Linked DNA regions of Mus musculus: region 2 is linked to region 1. A link is a contact called in public HiChIP or PLAC-seq data. All regions are on one chromosome and are shown on one strand. The core of a region is the stretch at or near the end of the contact, and the rest is flanking DNA. Distances in the headings are between cores, read along the strand shown.

Region 1 (4,088 bases), core at 1,052-3,551:
ATGACTGCAAATGACTTCTGCTCCCGGGACCTCCGTTTCACCTGCTGTGGCATCTAGCTTAATAGAATTATCTCAGAAGACAAAATTCATTGAACTCCTCCTTAACTCTTTACTGTTCAAAAGTTGTCAAGAATGTTGGAGAGATGGCTTGAGTAGGTAAAGTGCTTGCATAAGGACCCTAGAATCCACATAAAAAAGCTGGGTGTGGGGTAGAAACCCCAACACTAGAGAAGCAAGTGGATCCCTGGGGCTCCCTGGCCAGCTGGCCTACCCTTCTGGGCAGTGGGAGAACTTGTCTAAAAAAATAAGGTCATTGTTCTCTTGGCTTCCACATGCCCCCCCCCCGTCCCCCCCCCCCACACCATTTGTGGAAGTAATTAAAAGTGTTCTCAGAGCACCTGAAAGTCAGTGCTGTTATAATATGACTTACATGTGCGGTTTTGATGGGGCACAGGGCTGAGATGTGACAGGTGAGGCAGAGAAGCAGATAGACAGAGAGGCTGGCGGGGCAGGGATCCTGGTACTCCCGTGGGTGCACTGGTGGGTGCATTCCAGTGCTGCTGAGGAAGCAGTCCACAGGCTTGCCCTGTGCTGACTAAGCACTGCCACTGCCTTGCTTGCTGGAGAGAGGAGCCACCAGCGTTTCCCTCAGGAGAAACTTTACAAGTAAAGGCTAATTTTACTTTCGCTGTTGATGGCATTTCTCAGCTATTCTAATTAGCCTCCTAATAGAAATGCTACAGAAATATATTCCATGCTCCCGAGAGAGCAGAGAGGGGAAAAGGTTGTTTTTAAGTAACCCAGAATAGGTTTTACCTGTGGATTCCAGACCCGCATGGTCCCTTCTCATGACTTTATGAAAGGGCAGACACCCTTGGCTTAGATTAAATGCCTGTCTCTACTTCATTGTCAACTTATAGACTCTGTGAGACACTCCCCAACTGCAAATAAATGATTTTAACAAGGCAAATGACAGTTGTATTAATGGGTTAAATGCTGTCTCTCCCTTTTTTCTAAGGAGTATTTTGTTAATTTATGGATCATATTTTGCTTTCTCCTTCAGTATTTAATTATGTATCCATATGTCCATCCCTCCTACTGTTCCTCCCTCCTTCCCTTCCTCCCTCTATCCATCCATCGCCTATCCATCCCTTCATTAAAATACCAATTCTGAATATAACATTTGCTTAGTAAATAGCTATTAAATGAAATACAAAACTGTGCACACCGCTAATGCCTTTTAAATTTCATTAGACTATGAGGCCTAGATCTAAAAGGTTAATACCATGCAAAAAGTCAAGGTTTAGGGTTTTCCTTTATTCCTTTTTAAGAGAAGATTGTTTTATTTTTAATTTATGAGTATGAGTGTTTTGCCTGCATGTATGTATATATGTGTTCCTGGTCCCTGTGGAAGCCAGAAAGGGCCTTTGAGTCCCTGAAAGTAGACTTATAGATTGTTGTGGGCTGCCATGTGTGTACTAGGAACTGAACCCTGGTCTTCTATAAGATCAGTCAGTGCTCGTGACCACTGAGTCATCTCTCTAACAGCCTGATTTTCTTGAATATGGACAAGAGATTATTGTTTTGAGTCTAGTAGGTGGGACCTCCCTTAGGTAGGACATAATCTCTCTGGGTTCCTGTAGTTCATCCCTTGGTTGACATACATAGTTTTAGATTTAAGGTGAAATAAGAACATTTCTGAATCCAAGAGTTGGTAAGATATAGACTGTGTTAGAATCATGGCTTGCATCAGGACAGACCACACCAGGCCAAAGCAGTTCCATGTGGCAGAGGTTTATTGTGGGGGAAAAGAGCAAAGGTGGCCACCAAGAAGGGGTGGGAGAGAGGTCAGAGGAGTCTGCCTTTTATTTGGATAGTGACATAGCCGCTCGCAGGTAGCAGTGGGAGGTGGGAGGTGAGCCAAGTGGATTCTGGGAATTCGTATAGGATGCCACAGCTGCAGATGTTCGGATCTCTGTCACTGAGGTGTGCTGTCACTGGGTTCAGAGCTGATCCTGATACCAACCTAGATAATGATGTGCTCGCACAGTCTGGAGTAAGAACCCTGACTCCACACGTATGTGTGTGCAATAGCAGCTTAAGGACTCTTTGGTCTCACAGAGTTTAGGAGCCACTCATGCAGGTCTGAAGAATGGGATCAGAGATGAGTAAGGCATACCAGGTATTGGTTAATTCTAAGAAGCTGAGACATGATCCTGGCGGGTGGTTCCTGGCTGGTGCCTGGCTGGGAGTGAGAAGGATAAAAGGCTGGAGAGCCAAGGGAGAGATAGCTCATATTAAGAATTCAGTGTAGACAAAGGTGCCACCTTCTTATGCTAAGAAGGCAGATGCCTTCTGTGCAGAGCTTGCTTTGCAAGAGGGAAGTTAACTGCCTTTGTTTTACTGATGACTGGAATCTGTACAGCTGTTTGTGACTCTTGAACTTCCTAGCAAAGCACAGGCAGATACAGCTGCAATGAGCTCAGCATCCCGGGCCTGCCTCTTCTAAGGACATTGCTCATTTCAATGGTACTTAGCTTCATCCCAGCGGCTGCTTCCAGTTTCATGTTGGGTACATGTGACCATGCAATGTTTGCACGTGTGTGTGTCTACTTATCTCTGTATGTGTTTAAGCTCAATGTTACGACTTGAGCAGGCTAACCACTATAAGTGACAGTTAATTGTCTTGGAGGAAGGATTTCCCAAGGCAGTTCCTTGCCATTCTCAAGTCTGAATCCCATTTAGAAGAAGTCTGTTAGAAATGTCTCTGCAGTGGAAGGTGCTTGCTTACTTTATAAGGAGCATTATTCTTTGACCACAGTGTAGTTTATTGTACACATTTCCATCAGAAAGTAATCTAAGGCCGGGTGTGGTGGTGCATGCCTTTAATCCCAGCACTTGGGAGGCAAAGGCAGGTGGATTTCTGAGTTTGAGGCCAGCCTGGTCTACAAAGTGAGTTCCAGGACAACCAAGGCTACACAGAGAAACCCTGTCTCAAAAAAACAAAAAAACAAAAAAACAAAAAAAAGAAGAAGAATCTGTTTGTTAGGGGTTTACATAGGTTGTTGGTGACTGAATTCTATTGTTCCCTTCTCCCCTCCTCAGTGCCTGTGCAGGAGAATATACAGTTAAAGAGGTCAAAGGGCAGATGGGATCTGACTGTGTTGATGTATGTGTTGATGTACACTTATGCCTGCCTCTACGCAAGATTCTTCAGTTGGGTGTGAGAACTTGCTTCCACATCTACCCTGATCCCACGGTGGTAATATCTGTTCTGTTGGAAACCCTGTAGTCTCCACACTCAGAGAGAACTTGGGGATAAAGAGGGATGGTGGCTTTGGTGTCTTACCATACTGATCCCAGAAATGTGTGGGTAGAGGAGGGTTGGTAGGGCCCTGTCCTCTGAGGCTAGAAAGTGGGGTGATAGGTGTGCTTCCTGGGGAAGCACTGTTGCTACTGGAATGAAGGAAGATGGAATCTTGGATCTGGCTTGTCCTGTTGGGGCTCCATGCAAAAGGATGGGGGCGTAGAGAACAGTTGTGAGCTACCTGCACCATGACGATCTTATCCTGCATATCCTGATAAATGTCTCTGTATTTGGGAAGGAATACTAGATACTCCTTTCGGGGCAGCAACAAGGAGTGATTAAGGGGGACAAGGGGTTGACTAGAGCCTCACAAGAAACTAAGAAATGGGACCTGTCATTCATTCTACAGCTAAGCCCTACTAACATGTCTGTCACTTTTTCCTAAGCCTGGCCAGGGTCCTGACTTCATAGCATTATTTCTTAATAGCTAAATAGGTATTTGAATAGAATAATAGTAAGACCTAACACTTATTGATAACTTGCTACATGCCAGCCATATATATTGACTCATTTGTTACTTGTGATAGCATCACTAGATAGGTGTGGTTTTTGTTCCCTCTTGATGAAAAAACTGAAGGGGCCATATAGGTCGCTGGGAAATGGTAGACTGCTGAGGAAATACTAGGAGTTGAGGCCTTGTCAAAGGAAGTGTGTCACTAGTGAGAGACTTTAAAAGCCCATCACATTCCCAATTAGCTCTCTGTCTGACTCATAGTTGTCG
Region 2 (4,088 bases), core at 543-3,042, 2.3 Mb after region 1:
GGCTGCATTTTGTCTACATAAATTATCACACAGGCCATGAAATGTAAGAAAACATTTTCAAAAATCAAATGATGTGGGCTCCCAGTAGAGGGATGGAGTCACCAACCTCCGTTCAAAATTTTTGATCCAGAATTGTTCCTGTCTAAAAGAACATTTCTTTTCCTTCAGGAAAGGTCATCCAGTGACTGTCCCATGTGCAGGCACCAATCCCTGACATCATTACTGATGTCATATTGTGCTTGCAGACAAGAGCCTCGCATGGCTGTCCTCTGAGAAGCTCTACCAGCAGCTGAGACAGATGCAGATACTTACAGCCAACCATTAGACTGAAGTCGGGACCCCTATGGAAGAGTTGAAGGAGCTGAGGGGATGGCAACCCTGTAGAAAGACCAACAGTGTCAACTAAGTGGACCCATGAGAACTCTCAGAGACTAAACTACTGTCTTAGTTAGGGTTTTACTGCTGTGAACAGACACCATGACCAAGGCAAGTCTTATAAAAACAACATTTAATTGGGGCTGGCTTACAGGTTCAGAGGTTCAGTCCATTATCATCAAGGTGGGAGCATGGCAGTATCCAGGCAGGCATGGCTCAGGAGGAGCTGAGAGTTCTATGTCTTCATCCAAAGGCTGCTAGTGGAAGACTGATTTCCAGGCAACTAGGGTGAGGATCTTATACCCACACCCACAGCGACACACCCATTCCAACCAGGTCACACCTATTCCAACAAGGCCACACCTTCAGATGGTGCCACTCCCTGGTCCAAGGATATACAAACCATCACATCTACTAACCAAAGAGCATACATGGGGGGGTCCATCACCCCAGGCACTTGTGTAGCAGAAGACTGCCTTGTCTGGCCTCAGTGGGAGAGGATGAGCCTAAACCTGTAGAGACCTAATGTTCCAGGGAAGGGATATACTGGGGGAGAAGGGGAGGGGCTGAGTGGGTGGTGGGTCAATGGATGGGGGAATACCCTCTCAGAGACAAAGGGGAGGGGGTGAAGAACTCTGGGAGGGGGACTGAGAAGAGGGGCAATATTTGGAATGCAAATAAGTAAATATTTTTAAAAAAAATCAAGTGATTCCATAGCAGATTTGTAAAGATGATCAAAATTCAGCAGGCATTCTTTCTGTGTTGGTTTCCTGGGAAGTTGTTGATGAGCACTGTATCCTACAACTTTTGATATTCTACTAAGGATTGATGGTATCCATTTCCTTTCAAATCAGGCCTTTTTCAGTCTCAGTCAGTGTTCAGCATCCAATCAGCCTGCAAGGCCTCCCTGCTGCAGGTGTTCTGCTGAGAACCCCGAAGCACAAATGCCTTGAAACTCTTCATAAGCCTGGCAAAGGCTTGCTTCCTTTCAGCAAGCGCTTTGAAAAGGAAAGCCTAGCTGAGAGCTTTGCTCTCAGGACTCACTCTGGATAACAGGAAGAAAAGAGGCAAGTGTAATGTTTGTTCCTCAGCCCGTGGAATCAGAATTCCACTTAAATAACCTGTAAAAGCTCCTGTGAGTGTGCCAAAGTAAAAATAGTCACAAAATCTTCCTGGTTTAGCCAGGGTTCTATTGCTGTGAAGGGACACCGTGACCATAGCAATTCTTACAAAGAAAGGCATTTAATTGGGGCTGGCTTACAGTTTCAGAGGTTTAGTTCATTATCCTCATGGTGGGAAACACGTACAGGCCAACTTGGTGCTGGAGAAGGAGCTGAGAGCTCTACATCCAGATCCCCAGGCAGCAGGAAGAGAAAAGCACAGGGCCTGCAGTGGCACACTTCCTCCCACAAGGCCAGACCCACCACGACGCACCTCCTAATCTAAGTAGTACCACTCCCTGATGACTAAGCATTCAAACCTCTGAGCTTAGAGGCTCCATTCTTATTTAAACCACCATACTTCCCATTTCTATAACTTAGCTAAAAGAGTCAGCTAGCTTATTTAAAAGCTATAGGAATGATGAGCTGATCTGCTTACGGCTGCTGTAACAGATGTCACACTAACCAGATGGATTATCAGAATTTCATTGTTTCACAGTCCCAAGGCTAGGTAGAGTCAAGGTTGAGGCAGAGTTGGTTCCCCAAGGAAAGAATCCATCCCAGGCTCTCCCCTTGGCCTATACCTGGCTGTTTATCACTGTGTTGCTTTGAACTGTCTTCCTCTACACATGTCTCTGTCCGAATCTCCTCTTTCATCGGGACAGTAATAACAGCGTTAAAACCTCACCCTAATGATTTTACCTTAATGACTTCTAACTTAGTAAAAATGTTGTCTCCGTATATGGTCACATTTCGAGATGGTGCAATAAGCACAGGTCTGAAACCCAGCTTCCTGGTGAAGTATCAAGGCTCTTGTGTCCCAAGGCAAAGGATCACACTGATAGATGAAGCCCCAGGATGGGGAGCTTTCCAGGGTTTCTCTGTAAACTGGCTTTTTTTCATATGTCAATCTTTTATGGTATTATCTATGTCTATATAAACACACAAACATGTACATATAATCTTATTTTTTAAAGAACTTCAATGCTGTGTTCATATGTCTGTCTTGGCATAGGCTTCTCCAGTCTCTCTACACTGGGACTTATAACTACAGCATATGAATTTATGGGGTTGGTGGCACACACCTCTAGTCCCAGAAACTCAGGAACAGAGGCAGGAGGATTGAGACTTAGAGACTTCTTGGACTACATCCTGAAACCCTGTCCCCACAAGTGAATAATTCATTCATTCATTTATGGGATTGGATACAATACAGCCATGACAAATAATTTTAAAACTGTTGCAGCCCCGGCTGGGGATAAAATGTCCTAACTCTGTGCCAGCGCTCGCTTTTGTCCCTCTTGTTATTGCAGTCTCTATTTGAGGAAGAACTGCTGTCTTGCCACGGTTTAGATTTGCATTTTCATTGTCACCAGTGATACTGAGAATAGTCCTGTGCTTATTGGCCACAGCCATCTGTGTAGCTTGTTCGTTTAAATTTGTTTATTAGTACAGGTGTTTTGTTGGCGGGTATGTCAATGCATCACTTGCATGCCATGCCCATGGAGGCCAGAAGAGGAGTTGGATGTGCTAGAACTGGACTCCTAGACAGTTGTGAGCTGCCATGCGGGTGCTTTGGGTTGAACCTAGATCCTCTGGAAAAGCAGCCAGATCTCTTAACCACTGTGATCCCTCTCCAACCCTTCTGTGTACTTCTTTGGAAAACTGCTTATTCAGATCATTTGCCAATTAGAAACTGGATTGCTTGCTTTTATATATTTATCTATTTACATATGCTAGACACATGTGATCCTTGACTGCCTTCTGTCCATCATGAGAGCGTGTTGAATTTGGCAAATGCACTTTCTGTAATTATTAAGGTCTTGGTGTGATTCTGTCCCTTTCATCATTACTATGATTACATTAATTTTAGATGTGTCTTACTTTCTTTCCTACTGCTGTGATATGACACAATGGCCAAGGCAACTTACAGAAGAAAGCGTTTATTTGGGCTTACAGTTTCAGAGGGAGAATCCATGATCATCGTAGCAGGAGCACACAACAGGCAGGCATGGCCCTGGAGCAGTAGCTAAGAGTTTATATCTGGATTTATAAGCATGAGGCAGAGAGAGCTTACTGGGAATGGTGTGGGCTTTTGAAATTCCAAAGCCTGCCCTTGGTGACAGACCTCCTCCAACAAGGCCAAACTTCCTAGTCTTTTCCAAAGAGTTCTACCAACTGGGGAACAAGAATTCAAATATATGAGTCTATGGGGGCCATTCTCATTTAAACTGCAAGATGTTCAACTAAATTTGCACTCTTAGAATAAATCCCACTGGCAGTCATATAGCATAGTGTATAACTCTTGAAATAGTCTCACTCTGTAACTCCAGCCAGCCTCAAATCTCTTGATCTTCCTCAACACAAAAATCTGAGATTACACCCTCCTCCCCTGTCCTGCTTTTTATAAAAGGAGTAAACAGTTTCTAGAGGTCGAGACTCTGACCAGCCAAGATGCAAAGAACAAATTCTCCCACTGTCAGTCACATGCAAGCTGTGCAGAGAGCTTCAGGGCTGCAAATCTTATGAGTTGTCACCTGTGAAGGAGTACAG

What was found. HiChIP or PLAC-seq counts read pairs in DNA pulled down with a chosen protein or histone mark.
Region 2: a contact with region 1 is called in an H3K27ac HiChIP or PLAC-seq map of embryonic stem cells, with 9 times the contacts expected there. The contact joins two enhancer-like sites.

The regions. Positions count from the first base shown.
Region 1 is chr14:27,667,775-27,671,862 of GRCm38.p6, forward strand. The region is part of intron 2 of Erc2 (ELKS/RAB6-interacting/CAST family member 2); the gene reads left to right. Among named protein-coding and RNA genes, the nearest start is that of Erc2, 47 kb to the left of the region's middle. Within about 2 kb of position 2,302, at least 7 of the 459 cell types and tissues checked have an H3K27ac peak or open chromatin away from gene starts, as enhancers often do. A contact at or near this core is called in embryonic stem cells, where this site is marked.
Region 2 is chr14:29,949,204-29,953,291 of GRCm38.p6, forward strand. No RefSeq gene overlaps it. Among named protein-coding and RNA genes, the nearest start is that of Selenok, 17 kb to the right of the region's middle. Within about 2 kb of position 1,793, at least 35 of the 459 cell types and tissues checked have an H3K27ac peak or open chromatin away from gene starts, as enhancers often do. A contact at or near this core is called in embryonic stem cells, where this site is marked.